2 separate regions of the Oryctolagus cuniculus genome follow, and region 1 is linked to region 2. A link is a contact called in public Micro-C data. All regions are on one chromosome and are shown on one strand. Each heading gives the region's core, a stretch centred on a gene start, on an enhancer-like site or on the middle of the called end of the contact. The rest is flanking DNA. Distances are from core to core; before and after follow the strand shown. Region 1 holds the start of GCC1 (GRIP and coiled-coil domain containing 1). Region 2 holds the start of ZNF800 (zinc finger protein 800).

Region 1 (3,075 bases), core at 92-2,591, 210 kb after region 2:
CGGCCGCTCGATGGCAGCTCGGAGAGCAGCTGGTACAGTGCCAACGCCCAGCAGCTCAGAGGGGCCTGGCTCCGACCCAGCCTAGGCTCGGAAACTCCACATCCTGTTGCAAGCACACTCCCAGGAGCTGGTCAACACCACCGCAGGAAAGGCTTTTCCAGGGCTCCCTGGTGCAACTTTTCAAGTAGCAGCAAAAATGACAGTGCAGCCACTTAGTTCTAAGTACCAAAGGAGGAGGGAAAAACAAAACCCCTCTTATCTCGCACTTCAAGCGAAATGACGGATATGTGAAGGAGATGAGGATAATTACCTTTCTCATTTCCTGCTGCAGCTGAGCCTGGAAATGGCTCTTGAGGCGAGCGGCCTCTTCCTGAAGCTCTTGGAGCCGGGGGTCCGGTCGATTCTTCTCCTCTCGGATGGCCTGCAGTTCACCTTTCAGCTCCTCCACCTGCCGGCTCAGCTGCTTGGTCTGCAGTTCGAAGCCTTCCATCTGCTCGGCTGCATAGGCCCGCCCGGCCAGGGCTTCCCGCGTCTCTTCCAGCCGAAGCTCCAGGTCCTGACGCTGGGTCCTCTCCTCCTGCAGCAGCTTCTGGAGCTCCCGGAGCATCAGGGCATGGTCACTCTGCTCCTGGGCCCTATCATGCTGCTGCGTGATCAGCCGGGCTTTGGTTTCGGCTATCTGCTCCTGCAGCCCCTTCAATTCTCCCTCCAGGCGGCCCCTCTCCTCTTCCGCCTTCTTATTGGCATCCTCTAGGTCCTGTTTCATCTTCTTCTTGTCGGCCAGGTAAGAAGCCTCCATGCGGGACTTCTCCTGGGTGACTGTAGCCAAAGAGCTGGTCAAAGTAGCCAGCTGAGTCTTCAGCTGGTGCAACCTCTTGTCCACCTCCCCACCTGCAAACGGCCCATCCCCACTGCTGCTGCTAACGCCGCTCTCCGACCCACTGGCCTCTTCCGACTTCGCAGGCGGTGGTCCGCGGGCCGGTCTGTCATCTTCTACCCCAAACTCACCCTTGATGCTGCTCAGACTGGCCGCAGTGTCCAGGCTGGTGGCGGTGCCGGTGCTATCCTCGCTGTGAGTGGAGCACCGGTCATCCACAGAGTCAGAGAAGGTGAGGCCTGGAGGCTGGACACCTGCGAGGCCCACATCCGCCTCGTGGGATACCGACAGCACCTTGATGCTGGCCTCCAGCGCCTCCTTCTCCTTCAGCAAGCTTTTGTAGGCGCGGACCACGTCCTTGAGCCTGGCCTGGTACTGGAGGAGCTGCTTCTTCTGAGACTCGATGGTTTCCAGCAGGTCCTTCTTGCTCGGGCCGCCCCCAAAATTCATCCCAAACTTCTCCATGGGGGCTGTGACCGAGCTGCTCCACGTCAGCGTTCCAGCAGTCCAGGAGAGCGACGCGACTACGCGGGCGGAGCCAGCAGGCGACGAGGAAAAGGTTGTCCCGCCGCGGCCGCACAGCTGCTCCACAGAGGTGTCCAAGCCCGGATGCGGGGTGGCGGGGCCGCCGGACAGAGGCCAGGGGGGCGGGAGCGGGTCCGCTCCTGGAGGCGGGGCGACGCTGGCGCGACAGGAGCTCCCGGCCTGGGAGCGCCCGCGCTAGCCTCGAAGCTGCTCCGCCCTCTCCGCTCCTCCGGGCCTCATCGGCCCGGCCCCGGCCGGCCCCCTCGGCCCACAGTTGGCTACAGGTTTACGCCGCGGGTGGCTCCATCTCGACTTCTTAACTACCGCAACCGGCCGACCACAGAGCTTCCGGGTCCGCAGGAAGTGACGCCAGCGCGTCGCCCTAGGCTCCGCCCCTACCGGCCGCGAGGTGGGCGGGGCTCCTTTAACTGGGGCTGCGGAGAAGTGCTGCCGGGAACCTCGGGGGCCGGGGCTTGCGGAGAGCGAAGGAAAGGAAGTTGAGGACCAGCGAGCGCAGTTGGTTTGCCCTTGGGCTGCGATCCGCGACCGACAGGGGGCGACGTTGCACTGCATTCTTAACAAACACTCCAGTGACCCATGCGTCCAGCCACAAGGACTTGGGGCTCAGGACCTGTGTCCCTAAAGGCCAACAATAAATGTTCCCATTAGGGCTATGAACACTGCAGCCCTTCCTAACACGGCACTTGGCACCTAGCTGGCTTATGGAATGCACATGGCACCTTACCATAGTTCCGTTGAGTTTAGTCAACGAATATTGATAGAGGACACCTTGCCGCCATGAGGTTCATCCTGAATGCGAACTATACGCCGGGAACCTCACAAGAAAATTGTTATTTAGGGGCGGGCATTGGGGCACAGAAGCTTAAGCGGACGCTTGGGATACCCGCATCCACTATGTGAGTGCAGGTTGAGTCCCCGCTTCTTCGCTTACCACCCAGTTTCCTGCTAATGCCCTTCTGGGAGGCAGCAGAAGGTAGCCCAGGTCGCTGGGTCCCTGAGACCTGGGTAAGAGTTCCTGGCTCCTGGCTTTGGTCTGACTGGTTCCTGGCTGTTGCAGGCATTTGGGGAGTGAAGCAGCAGATGGAAAAATCTTTCCCTTCTCTGTCTCTCCCTCTAGGTCACTTTGCCTTTCGAAGGAAGGAAGGCAGGAAGCAGGATTTTGCTATTTATTCTCCTGTGCAGATACATTAGCACTGTTTTACAGATGGGACATAAGGCACAGAGGTAAAGTAAGGGTCGGCGCTGTGGCAAAGCAGGTGAAGCTGCTCATTAAAATCCTGGCTGCTCCACTTGAGATCCAGCTCCCTGCTAATGTGACCACTCACGTGGGAGACCCAGGAAAAGTTCTTGGCTCCTGGCTTTGGATCGGCACAGCTCCAGCCATTGTGGCCATGTGGGGAGTGAGCCAGTGGATGTAAGACCTCTCTCTCCTTGTCTCTACCTCTCTCTCTCTCTCTCTTTTTTCTTTTATTTGACAGAATTATAGACAGTGAGAAAGAGACAGAGAGAAAGGTCTTCCTTCCATTGATTCACTTCCCACATGGCCACGATGGACGGAGCTGTGTCCATCCGAAGCCAGGAGCCAGGGCTAGCCTTCACTGCTTCCCCAGGCCACAGCAGAGAGCTGGACTGGAGGAGGAGCAACCGGGACT
Region 2 (3,251 bases), core at 352-2,851:
CTAGAAAACTTTTATTATTATTAGAATACACTAAATAAAACATGGCCACAAACTATCTTTGCAGCTTTGTCTTCCTACTCAAGTTTTATGAGGAAAGAACCTTATCTGTCTTACTGGCCTCTTATATTCCATTGCTTTAGACAACGGCTGGCACCCAATATGTATTCAATAGTAGGGCACCCAATATGTATTCAATAGTAATCTGTTTAAGAAATGAAAACACAAATAAACTTCTTCCTAAATAAGACTATTTTCTAATCAATTCAACCTCAGTGACTTCAAAGTGTTTTTAAGGAAAAAAAATGGAATAACAGCGGAACGTAAAATATAAAAGGGCATCCATCCACAACTTCATACTTCAAAACTAGCAAGCCTCATTCAACATTCAGTGAAACTAAGTGATCTATCTTCACTTCAAATATACAAAATACGCAATGTAAACAGCTACTGAAAGTTAGGTCAAGGGCAGATGAATGCAAATTGGATCACATCCTAGGACTGCCTGTTTTATTAGTGCAGGTGAGTTGCTACTAATCTCAGCAAAGCATAATAGAGATAGACTGAGGTATAAATTTTACTCACACATGTACCCAAGTTTTCTGAAAAGGTAAATTCCTCCCTTTCTCTGATACTATTTTCCCATTAATCATAATTCCCATTAAAAGGAACCCTACTGGGATAAAATCCAAGTACATAAGTGTAATGAGAAAACAAAAAATAAGCAAAAACATTAAAAAAAAACAGAGAAAATATTTAGGTGCAAAATAGTGATATGCACCTACTTTTAAAGTAGACTGAGATGGCCTGTGTTTGATTTAGTGACTGCATGTATATAACGAACCCTTTTAAAGTTGTACCTCTGGATGTGTGTCACAAAACACATCAACATTCTAAGTAGAAAAACTGTCAAGAGTCTATCACTAATCAAATTAGAGTCTGCTCATACTTTTCCCTTCCATAAACTCAACTGGGGAAGGAAAAAAAAAAGTGCCATTGAATAAAGACCTTTAAAATGCTTCTGTACTCAATCTAAATAGTGAGGAGTTTTTCCCATTATTTTGCAATACAGTATGTTCTGTCCAGGAATTTGTATTTTTAAAGGTTGCACTTAGCAAAACCTGAGGCCCCGGAAGAGTTCCACGAACGTGTTCACCCAAAAGTCCTGTTTAGACTTTCAGCATCAGAACCTCTCACTTCAGCTGCAAGGGAACAATTTTCACCAAGACGAACGCTGGCGTCCCACTACCAAAGCCTGCCCTCCTCTTGGGTTTTAAATATTCACGGGGCGCAGGAGTATACTGCAGGCCTGAGCGGCTGATCTCGTGGAAATGATTGGGGGTGACACTTGCAGGAGTTCCTTTAAGGGATCAGGCAGGGGAGATCTCGTCCGTACAAGCTTTTAGCTTCATCACTGGTTTTACGCTGGGGAAAATTACAGCCTGCCCTGCTTCAGGAGCGATTCTTGGGCAGGAGGAAAAGGAAACCCTAAGGTGAAAAGGAGAAGGCAGAGCGGCTGCGACCGAGAGCGAGGAGGGGCATACCTGGTTCACAGCATCCGTGGTGATGGTGGTCAGTCTGACAGTATTTGTCCCTTAAAGGCATTTTCAGTGGGTGCGACCTACTTTCCTTTCACTGGGAGAAGCTCTTCATCGCGCCTTGCCTGCGGAAAGCAGCACAAACTCGTCACGCACCCTGAACTTCCCAGGGGGGCTCCGGCTGCACTTCCCACACGCGGTCCCCCAGCACCCGCCTCCCCTTCGCCTTCAGCGTCGCGCGCGTTCCTCCCGAAACGAAAGCAGCAGGGCGCACGATCCCTTCCTCCAGCCCCCGACTCCTCGCACAGGTTCCTCGCCCTACCCGGAAACGCAGCCGCGGGCGCGCAGCGCAGCGCACGGCCAAGGCCTGGCCGGCGGGCGCGGGCGGCGGCGGCGGCGGCGGCGGCCTCGCCGTCCCGGGCGGGCCGGCGCGCGGCGAGGGGCCCTCGGGGCGCGGCGGGCACGGCCGGGCTGCGGGGCTCCGGGCCGGCCAGGGCTCCGCTCCCGCGCGCGGCCGGCCCCCCGGCCGGCCCACCCCGCGTCCTCCCGCCACGCACGTGCGTTGGGGTCTCCTCGGCGGGACCCCGGTCCCCAAAGCCCAAGTGCGCCCAACTTACTTAACTCCTAGGGCGGGCCGGCGGAAGGCAGGCGGGCAGGCCGGACGGCCACCGGGACAGCCTGGCGCGGGAGGCGGCCGCTGGCCCCACCTGGCGCAGCCCCCCTCGGACCGCGCGAAGGGAAGCGGGGTTCGGGCCGACGCGCTCCCAAAGAGTCCCCGCCGGCGCTGAGGCGGAAGCGCCGCAGCTCACCAGCGGCGGCGGCGGCGGCGGCTCACGGCGTCCCTCCGCGCTGTGGGGCGGCCGGGCGGGCGGCGCGCGGGCGCGGGCAGTTGACAGGAGGAACCGCCTGGCAGCCGCAGCGGCGGCCGCCGAAGGAGCCGGAGCCGGAGCGGGCGGGACCCGAGGCGCCCCTCGCCGGGGCAACGGCTGCCGCCGCCGCAGCCCGGCTCCTCCCAGCGCCGCTCCACCTGCAACGGTCCCTCAGGCTTTTGGAGAGGGCGGAGAAGAACGGGGGTCTCCCCCCACCGTGGGCTTTTTGGTAGTAGTTGTTGTTTCAGGAAACTTTTATTAAGTCGGTCTCTCTCTCTCTCTCTCTCTCGTCTCCCCCTCCCCGGAGAGCCTGAGCTGCCGCCGCGGAGCGGGTAGGAAGGGGGAAGCAGAGACTGTACGGCAGCGACAGGGAGCGACTGACTGACCCCGGACGGAGATGGGGCGAGGGCAGGAAGTGACAAGCTCGGCAGTGGGTGGGGGGAGTGTGGCCGGCGCGCCCGGGAGCGCCGCGCGCATGCGCCCGGCCGGGCAGGGGAGGGCGCCGGCCGCTCGGCCGCCCGCGCTCCCGCCCGCCTGCGCGCCCGCCGGCCGGCCGACGCGGACGGTGGCTGTCGCCGCTCGGCCCGGGGTGGAAGTGCGCGGCGGAGACCCGTTAGGAGAAGAGGTCGGGCAGCCGCGGGACGGGAGGCGTGAGTAAGCGGCGATCCGGCAAAAAAAAAAAAAAGGCCTGTGGAAGTGGCAAAGTTGAACTTTTTTTTTTTTTTCTCTTCCCCCCCCTGGCCGACGCGTTTCGAAGTTTGCCTTCCGGAAGTTACGGGGTTCTTTTTTCTCAGGCCCCTGTCCCGGGAGGGAAAGGAAAAACAGCGATGTTGGGGAGCAGGCGGGT

What was found. Hi-C and Micro-C count contacts between places; a contact is called where the count stands out from the background.
Region 1: a contact with region 2 is called in a Micro-C map of ear pinna, with 8 times the contacts expected there. The contact joins the promoter of GCC1 here to the promoter of ZNF800 in region 2. A contact is called at or near these places in 2 of 6 Hi-C or Micro-C datasets (ear pinna and an unstated tissue).

The regions. Positions count from the first base shown.
Region 1 is chr3:164,052,769-164,055,843 of mOryCun1.1, forward strand. It overlaps GCC1 (GRIP and coiled-coil domain containing 1), which reads right to left and starts at 1,342. Exons shown (of 2, transcript NM_001171279.1): 1 at 311-1,342. The coding sequence starts at 1,342.
Region 2 is chr3:163,845,904-163,849,154 of mOryCun1.1, forward strand. It overlaps ZNF800 (zinc finger protein 800), which reads right to left and starts at 1,602. Exons shown (of 4, transcript NM_001171278.1): 1 at 1,542-1,602. The coding sequence starts at 1,602.